Linked DNA regions of Mus musculus: region 2 is linked to region 1. A link is a contact called in public HiChIP or PLAC-seq data. All regions are on one chromosome and are shown on one strand. The core of a region is the stretch at or near the end of the contact, and the rest is flanking DNA. Distances in the headings are between cores, read along the strand shown.

Region 1 (5,010 bases), core at 2,147-4,646:
TTGGCAGAAGACAATGTCTGCTGAATTCACCCAGACTGAAATTATTCACCCTCCTGATCTGAATATGCATCTGGATATCACCTTTTCTGTTTGCCTTTTACAGACAATGTGGGGAAGGACACATAAATACAAAGAAAAACACATTTCTTATGGAGACCCTTTTAAGTCCTTAACCATCAACAAACTATCCTTCTCTGATATATTCAGTTAAAGTAGTGGATTAAATTTTACATTCTCATGGAATTTAAAAGGTTGTATGGGTAGATGGTGATACAAATTTCAATCTGTCTAAATTATAGCAAAGAAAACGTATTTGTTGCCACTTCCTCTGAGAGAGAATAATTTTTCAAAGTTACTGCTGGAAAAATGGATAACAAACAATGACATCACTTTCCTTGGTTGCTGCATCTGCTATGGCTCACCCAGAGCATTTAACCTGTTAGCACACTCTACAATTGAATTCAAGTGTTCATTTGGCGTAATGCTTATCTGTTTAATATAATCTGGTTGTCTTCGGTTTAAACAGAAGCAATAACATTAAGTACAATAAAAGATGTTAAATTAATAGAAGACAGGGAAATGCCTTTCAATCAAGAGAGTATGCTGGTATCAGAATCTGTATCGAAAATCCTGGGTGATTTAAGAAAACAAGAGAGGAGAGAATATAAAATGCTGCTTTCCTTTCCAGGAGATGAATCATTAAATCTGTCTACCTGAACCCTTAAAACATTTCCAATGATTTGATCTGCTTATCAAATAATTCCTCTAAAAGCAATCAATACAAAATTCACAATGTTTCCTCTCTATTTCTGTTCAAAGGTAACTTGACAAAATCCAACATGTTAAAAAAGTGCCATGGGTATATTTGAGGGGGAGAAAAGGATACTCAGGTATAAAGAGAATTAAATCCATTCCTCAGTTAAGAAAACAACCCGATCCACAGATATTTTACATAGAACCATCATGTACTTATTGTATACCATATAGATTGTTTTAATTTTAACATCGCTTTCCTCCACTATTGCTGGTCTATATGGACATATGTTAATGATAAGACACCCACTGAGACAGATCATCCTGTCAATGTTCTGCTGCCTCCCCTCTATGAACGATTTTTAGTATTGCCCGAGGAGGGAGGGAGATCATAACATCATTACATCATTTTTCTTGTTCTTGCCTCTATCATAGCTTGCTGAGAAACATTCAACCTGTTACCATGGTCCATAATTTAAGATTTTATTTAGTGTAATGAGTGTCATTTGTCTACTTAAAATGACTGAACTACTCTTTTCTTTGCTTAAGAAGAATATTTGACTTGTACAATCAAAAGATGTGAGAATAAGAGATTTATTCAGAAAATAAAGCAGTCCCCTGAAATGTCTAGTGTAGTATAGACAGGAAATGGTAGGGAAATTTACCCTTTAAAATCTCTAATAAACTCCTAAGTTATTTGTGCAATGACAAATAATGTTGGTGTTTTTATTTTAAAAGCTTAGTATTATAGTGATGCTGATTTTTATGTTTCTCTTCAAATGCCATTATCAATGAGAGCATAAGCTTTGAAGATTATTAGCTTATCTTTTATCTTTATTGCATATAGAAAACATTTACATACTTAGTCGTTGTATACAGGTGGATCTGTGTACAGCATGTTTACCCAAAGGGGTGTGTGGGTTTCGGTGTGTGTGTATCTGCCTGTGTGTACACATATGTATGTGTGTGTGTATGCTTCTGTGTGTGTATGTGTGTGTATGGTGTGTGTGTGTATATACTTAGAGAAGAGGGCAAGCATACCTGAACATTTTAACATGAGAAAGCCTACACTGAATCTCCACACTACCAGTGACATCATTAAAAACGCAGGTTTAAAACGAGAACAAATTTATATGCATTTAAAATCATCCTTGAAAACATCTCTTTTTAGTAATCCTCATAAATTAATTTCTTTATGTGTATTACGTGCTATGAGTCTTTTAATCTTAAGAAAATGAGTGTTTTCTCTAATGTTACATAAGCCAGTGCACAGACATGACAGCAAACACTGCCTCTACTGGGGTGAAAACAATTTCCTCGGAAGCCCCACTTGATGTATAAAAAAAAATTCTAAAGCTGTTTGAATCATTTGAAATGGGCAGCATTTGTCCAATTTTAATTTAAAAAATTGCCACATATAGACAGATATAACTAGAAAGCTTTAAAAATGAATCTGATATTTAACAATGATATAGGTATAGGTTGATTATAATCAGACATACGAAAAAAAAATCTAATGTCATTAAATAACCCCCCCAAATCAGTGAACCTTTGCTCCTTATAAATTAAAACAACACTGCATCCAGAAAAATAAATAAATTCAATGAATACCAACCATATTATACTACATGCTGTTGCTCTTTGTTCTATCAGATGGCTATGCAAAGGTATTGATAATGGTTACATCATCAAAATTTTAACTGCAACTTGTGCACCAACTGTGTTTGTACCTGAAATCTGGAATCTCGGAGCTTGGCTTGACAACCATGAAAACATGAAATAAATGAAGTCTAACAAAGACTGGACTAAAGATTAGTTCGACACACTGTACATATCAATATCAGAATATGCGTTTAGGTATTATACCTAGAAGATGTTCAAATAGTAAGGATCACAATTGGCATTACAGCAAGTGAAGACCAGAGGAAAAAGGAAGGGAGAAATGCCTTCCAAGAGGGAAAGATTCATTAGTCTCTCTGGCAAGTGTCTAAAGCAAACAAGGAAAGCACAAAATAATCACCTAGTTACAAATAAACCTGTTTTAAAGCACAGTACCTTTCTGTGTCTGTCCTTCTTCCATATTCTCTTCCATGGCTACCTTTCTTCAGGAGAATCTGGCGCACGGTATTAGTCAAAAGCTCAATTAGATGTCAAAAAAGCGTGTGCCTTTTTTCCCTGGGCAGCTCCAGCAGCAGTGGCTTGGGCAAGTCCTTGGAGCTTAGCTGAGGCTCCCTCGCGCCTCTTGTTTGCTTAGAGACTGGCTGTCAAGTGTAATTTCATTCAAATTACTCTTCCGTGAAGATTATCAATTTTTCTTCTCAAAGCTGCCCATTGTGTGTGCCACAGTAAGCAGGTACTCAAACAAACAGCCGGATAATTTTGGGAGGGGGAGTGGAAAGGGGTCTGGATTCTAGGAGCAGAGACACTGTGATTCACAAGCCTCGCTTTGCATTTAAAATGGGGGAAAGAAATTGAGGTTTGTGCTGAAATCTCGGCTTTAAACTGGAAGCAGGCTGAACTGTGAACAGACAGAGGGGTGTCCTCCTAGCATGAAGCGGACCACCAACCCATAATTCCCCCCTTTGCCACCACAGTGGGAAAGCCCGAATTCTCGTCGTGTCTTTCTGCTGCAGTAGTTTTTTCTCACCCAGTCAGATTCATTACAAAAATGCCCTTTCCTTTTACCTCCTCACCAAGTGTCTAGTTAATTTGATTTAAAGGTGCCAAGGAGGGATGTAATTAGACTATCTCGAGGCTGGTCTGTTAAAGCTTATTATTAAGATAGGACCTTTATTTCACGTCTTTCAGAATCAAGGAGAAATAAAAACATGGTTTTCAAAGAAATAAGTATAAATCTTTTGTTGTAATAAGTATTTTATTAAGTGGCGTAGGACCTTTACAGGTAAAGAGAAAAAGAATCGATGTCTTTGTAAATTATGATTAGTTTAGCCCACAAAAGCTGCCAATTCCGAGTGGGAATTTTGTGAAGGGAAAAATTCTAAGGGTGATTATTGGAGAATGGGGGCGACAAAAAGAACGAAAGGATTCTGGATAGGGAACAACAGGATAGCATTTTACAATGGGAATCTGCACTCTGATTAGGAATGCAAATCACAATGCTGCAGTCTGGCAATAAATTAGCAGTCGTGCTCAACCTATTGAGTGACAGGACACAAGTAGAGTCGCAATACTTCACAAAAGGTACAGGAAGAACATAAACACTGTCTGTCAAGGCTGTGTCAAGCTTTCCTAGAGTATAAAGGAAGACTCTCTTGCCTATGTTCCTCTCGAAACAAACATGCATATGGAAACACACAGAGCTGAATAAGCTCTTGCCCTTGATGGAAAAAAAAATGCATATCCCCGTTATCCATATAATATGCTTGCGTTATACGAAAATTTTCACATAGGTTGTAAGACATGTCAGCAGCATTTTTTCACACCACACTTTTAACTGTAAAATCACTTATATATTTCAAGGAAAAATGATCTGACAATGCTCCAGTTTATTTACATAAATGAAGAGCTACTTCTCTCTGATAATCAATATTTCTATTCTTTTCGTCAAATGTGTTTAACCCAAGGGTAACTGCGACTGAAGAATCTCTAGCCACCCAGCATCTATCTCCCTTTCCTCTCTCTCTCTCTCTCTCTCTCTCTCTCTCTCTCTCTCTCTCGTCTCTTTCCCCATATATATATATTTGTATTCAAGGATTTTTAAGACAGTTGCTTGTTCAGTCCAGATTGAAAGAGAAGCCATAGGGCAATCAAAGAAGCCAAAACATAGCAGTCTTTGTGTTTCAGCCCATCTCTCTGCTGACATATCCTGGCATACACTCAGAACAGAGTGGAGCCTCCATCCTTGTTTACCTGCTTCATTCATCTTACGACACAGAAATAATCAGTGTAGCAAATAATTAACAGCAGCACACACACAAATGATAACACTATATTATATTTTTTGGTATTTTATAAACTTTAAGTGAGTTACTTAAGGAAAACAGGGAAATATATATATATATATATATATATATATATATATATATATATATATATTAGCCTGTATGTTGGAATATTCGTCTGCTACTCAAGCATATGCAGGGTCTGGGATTGTAAATGAAGAAGAAACTCTTAGAGCAAACATCATAAGCTGATTCTTTGTCTAGGACTCTGACTTCTAAAACTCTTCTACCTTTCTACTCCAATACATCACTGGTCCCTTCACTGTCACCCTCAGTTTACAATATTTGCTGGACA
Region 2 (5,296 bases), core at 776-3,275, 150 kb before region 1:
TTGAACCTATGATTGATTTTGAATTGTTCCTTTCACTGCTCCCAAAGACCACCTCCTCAGGACCTCTCCTCTCTAAGCTGAAGCTGGTCATTTGCAACATTAAGAGAGTAGTAGAGAGTAGGGGAGAGGGAGAGGAGAGGGAGGGGAGAGGGAGAGGAGAGGAGGGGAGGGGAGGGGAGGGGAGGGGAGGGGAGGGGAGGGGAGGGGAGGGGAGAGGAGAGGAGAGGAGAGGAGAGGAGAGGAGAGGAGAGGAGAGGAGAGGAGAGGAGAGGAGAGGAGAGGAGAGGGAGGGGAGAGGAGAGTTCCTTCAGTAGCAATTTGGCACACAAACAGCTATAATTGAGCATGCAAATTTAATGTATCCACCTATAAATTTGTGAGTTTGCACCATAGATAGCATACTTATTTTTGATGTTATATATATATTTTATTAGATATTTTCTTTATATACATTTCAAATTTCAAATGCTATCACAGAAGTTCCCTATAACCGCCCCCGCCCCCCACCGCCCTGCTCCCCTACCCACCCACTCCTGCTTCTTGGCCCTGGCATTCCCCTGTACTGGGATATATAAAGTTTGCAAAACCAAGGGGCCTCTCTTCTCAGGGATGGCCGACTAGGCTATCTTCTGCTACCTATGCAGCTAGAGACATGATCTCTGGGGATACTGATTAGTTCATATTGTTGTTCCACCTATAGGGTTGCAGACCCCTTCAGCTATTAAACTCTACCATCTCAGTAACTTTTCTGAGCCACTAGATGTCAGCATCCAATAATTCTTAGGAAGAAATTACAATGCCTTTTTATTTTCCTTTGCGACAGCCTTTCTTTTCAGCCATTTTCTCTACATTTAAGAAACACAAACTAGAAATTGTATGCTGCTGATAGTTTCAGACACAAGAGACAATCTCCTGGTTTAGCTGATTTCCTAACCATGAGTTTAATGTTTTGTTAGGCATAGAGATCAATAATGATGTCAATCAACTTTGAGCAACACACAAACATGTAATGGTATATATATGTGTGTGTATATATACCATCATATATATATATATATATATATATATATATATATATATATATATATATATGTGCATTAATATACGCTAATGCAAGCAATTATAATTCAAATGTTTATGATATCAAAAAAACTGCCTAAAACATGTTTCCCACTTCAGTTCTCTCAGCAACTCTTTATCATTTATTTTATATACTGTTTCACAAAAAAAGTGAAGACAGAACTTACATTCCCATTTTTAATATATCTCAAATTTAATTCTTTCTTCCTCTCCTGTGGTTATAATTAGATGTTGTCATATTCCATCACAATTATTACTTTCTTGTTGCCTAGAGGAATATCTTACACACTGAACAGGAAACATAAAGCTTTGTTAATTAACAGCTTTGTTAATTTTCTAGGTCAATTAGTAATAGGAAAATAATTTTTACATCATGTTGTTTCACCTAAGCTAAGTGATGAGTTCTAGAGAAGCAGTGGATAATACTTAACATGTATAAAAAATGTATTTATAATACAAAATATAATATGTATTTAAATATCATTAAATTCCCTTAGATAATGTTTATTGAGGATTTTTGCATAACAAGTCAGAAAATGTGCATTTCCTTTTCTCTAATATTTTTACCCAATACCTACGTTTAGTGAGGGAGCAAAACTGAAAGAGAAGAGATGAATGAGGATAAAGAGAAATTCTGTCCTTATCCTTAACATGACATAATCAATCGAAAGAGATCTAATTAACACTTTGCCTACAGTTGGCAGTGGGAAATTATACAGTCTATGTACTGTTCATGGGCCCATACAGAACTAACCACTGTGAACCACACAAATTTCTTATACATTTGTGTATCAATAATTTACTCTTTTGAACTAGCTATGGTTTAGATCCATTTATCTTTCAGGAATATTGTTTATTTTTTCTATACAAGTTGTAAATACACTCTCTTCTCTGGGAAGTGGTAGTTACAGACTGACTGTAAAATCTATCCATTTAACAAAAATCAATTCATTCCGTCTCTTTGCAAGGCACTTTGCCAGATTCTGTGGTGAAGGTACAAAGATATATTCAAAGGAATTTCTGTTCCAAGAGCTTTAAATGGGTCATCGTAATAAATAACAGTATCTTATAGTCTTGGTATCCCATTAGTGCTTGATGCCCATAACTCACAACTAATTAAAGATATTGAATCATTTTGCAAATAATAAAAATCTCATCAGTCCATTTTACACACAGAGAAATCAAATCTGACAAACCAGATTTCTTTTTCAAATGAAGTAATTGAAATTCTTATAAGAAATGCTATGCTTCAGGCTATATAAGAAACTGGAATTACATAACAATTTCCATAGCATATTTCTGGTATTTTTTACTGACTTCTATAAAATTTTGATTGAAACAAATCTGTCAAATAATAGGTAAAACACCAAATATGAGTTAAGGAATATGTTTTCACTCCATATCACTGTTAGCATATTAATGTTGTGTGATGGCTGCTGGGCATTTAGTATTAATGGAAGAGGATTTGATTCAGCTTATCTTGAAAAATATAAGTATTTTTCCCTTCTTGTACTTTGCATTGGATACATTCATGTGCACATCAATACTCCCTCTCTCTGTGACAAAAGGAAAGCTGAGGGACATATCTGTCACTCAGGCACAGTGAACAGATGGAATGATTTTTTTAATGTACAGACAGCCCCAAGGAACTAGTCAAAGAACAAATTAAACAGACAACTCATTCTCAATCTGCCTTTACATTGTACTGTGGGTTTTATGGAAATCCTGCTTCCTTTTACTGAATCTTATATGGAACTATGCCATAAATTATTATCTTAATTAATTACTCTGTTCATGAAGAAACATTATCATGGAGTTTTATGGCTTATAAGTAATTGTTTTTTATAGATTTGTGTGACTTGAATTTTATCCTTTAAAATATTGAGATTATAATGTAATTAAAATATCTCTCCCTTTACTTTCCTTCCTCTAAACCCTCCATATACTCTTCCTCACTCTTCAACTTCTGGCCTCATTTTTCAATAATAGTTATTGCATATATATCTTTTCAGCCATTTTCTATACATTTCATATATGTATTCGTACATAAAACTTGTTCAGTCCAAATGAAGTTAATTGTGTGTAATTTTTTTCAGGTCTGCCACTTGACAACCAATTGCTTTATTCTTCTCTAAGGAAGGCCACCTCTCCTACTCCAGGCTTTCTTCAGGTGCCTATAGCTCTGTAGGCTTGTAGCCTTCTGGACTTTTCCCCATGAACTCTCCACGTTCAGCTCTCATTTGGGCAGTCATGTTGATGATAAGTGATAGAAAGAGCTCCTGATATTACCTGGAGAAACAATCTTATAGAAACTCCCCAATCCTCTGGCTCTTGCCATCTTTCCATGTCCTTTTCTGCAATGTTCCCTGATTATGATTATAAGGTACAAAGTGTTTGTAGTTTTGTTTGTTGGGACTGGACTCCGCAACTCTGCATTTTGATTGTGGTTTTCTATAGTAGTCTCAATCTGCTGCAATGAGAAGTTTCCTTGATGAGGAGTGAATACTACACATATGTCTGAGTATAAGAACAAATATTTATAGATTATTGTTAGGGACCATGCTATTAGTAAATTTGTGGTTGCAGATCCTCTTTCAATAACCAAAACGTCTCTAATACTGGTATCCCTCTTTTTGAGTGAGTTTTAAGTTTACATAGAGAGCTGTTGTGTTCTGCAAAGTTATGTGTGCAACTATTACACCCTAAAGGTTATCTTGCCATGCTAGTCATTGATGTGGTTCATAGGCATCATAACTGTGTAGGACTTTTGGTTTCTTTCCTCATTTGGAAGCTTGCATGATAAAAGCTAGTTCTCACGGAGGCAGAATTCAGGTCAGTTCTTGATCATAGCTCTCTGGGTCCTGTTTCTGAAGGGCATTATGTCTTTAGGATAAAAGACTTATCTTTCACCTGTGGGAGTGTGGGCAAGGGTAACAATAATACAGTATGTGTTTTTGGAGATTTTTCAAACTCCTTGGTCAATAACAAATAAGAGGGTTTCTCATGTTTGGTATTGGGATTTTTGTTAGGTAATCTTTGAAGTGCAACTAGAGCTCCACTAGTACAAATGAGAAATGTTAAACTTTATTCTTAATGGTTGTATATTGTGCAGCATAATAATAAATATATTCTGGATGAGAACTATTATTGCTAGCGATGTGTGTGTGTGTGTGTGTGTGTGTGTGTGTGTACACATATGTCACAAAATGTATGTAAAAAAAAAAAAACTTTAAAAATTTGAAGAGGCAAGAATGAGTACTCCCGAGAGTCACAAGTCACTTCCTGTCCACGCCAGCCCCGGGGTACCTTGGGTGCAGAGTCTCCGGACACTCACAAGGTCCTCACAGGATCCTCCATGGGATCTTAAAACCTCTGGTGAGTGGAATACAGCCCCTACTCCAATCCAATCATGCAGGACCTGAGACTGCATTAATTAGGGAAGCAGAAAACCTGGCCTAATCAGGGTCACAACTGGAACACAACTTCTGCCTGGAGGCAGGTTCGAACACCAGATATCTGGGCACCTTCCCTGCAAGAGGAGAGCTTGCCTACAGAGAGTACTCTGACCACTGAAATTAAGGAGAGAGCTAATATCCCAGGTCTGCTGATAGAGACTAACATAATCACCTGAAGAACAAGCTCCAGAGATTACCAGATGGCTAAAGGCAAACGTAAGAATCTTACTAACAGAAAACAAGACCTATCACCATCATCAGAAGGCAGCACTCCCATCCCACCCAGTCCTGGGCGCCCCAACACACCCGAAAAGCTAGACCCGGATTTAAAAGCATATCTCATGATGATGGTAGAGGACATCAAGAAGGACTTTAATAACTCACTTAAAGAAATACAAGAGAACACTGCTAAACAGGTAGAAGAACTTAAAGAGGAAACACAAAAATACCTTAAAGAATTGCATGAAAACACAACTAAACAGGTGATGGAATTGAATAAAACCATCCAAGACTTAAAAAGGGAAGTCGACACAATAAAGAAAACCCAAAGTGAGGCAACGCTGGAGATAGAAACCCTAAGAAAAAAATCTGGAACCATTGATGCGAGCATCAGCAACAGAATACAAGAGATGGAAGAGAGAATCTCAGGTGCAGAAGATTCCATAGAGAATATCGGCACAAAAATCAAAGAAAATAAAAAACGCAAAAAGATCCTAACTCAAAACATCCAGAAAATCCAGGACACAACGAGAAGACCAAAC

What was found. HiChIP or PLAC-seq counts read pairs in DNA pulled down with a chosen protein or histone mark.
Region 2: an H3K27ac HiChIP or PLAC-seq map of oligodendrocyte precursor cells shows a contact between it and region 1, with 8 times the contacts expected there. The contact joins the enhancer-like site here to the promoter of Gpm6a in region 1. A contact is called at or near these places in 7 of 115 datasets of contacts at active chromatin or transcription factors (embryonic basal ganglia, embryonic forebrain, embryonic midbrain and 3 more) and 1 of 9 other capture datasets (pancreatic islet).

What each region holds. Positions count from the first base shown.
Region 1 is chr8:54,953,114-54,958,123 of GRCm38.p6, reverse strand. It overlaps Gpm6a (glycoprotein m6a), which reads right to left and starts at 3,396. Exons shown (of 7, transcript NM_153581.6): 1 at 2,809-3,396. The coding sequence starts at 2,845.
Region 2 is chr8:55,099,765-55,105,060 of GRCm38.p6, reverse strand. No RefSeq gene overlaps it. Among named protein-coding and RNA genes, the nearest start is that of Gm51571, 13 kb to the left of the region's middle. Within about 2 kb of position 2,025, at least 6 of the 459 cell types and tissues checked have an H3K27ac peak or open chromatin away from gene starts, as enhancers often do. A contact at or near this core is called in oligodendrocyte precursor cells, where this site is marked.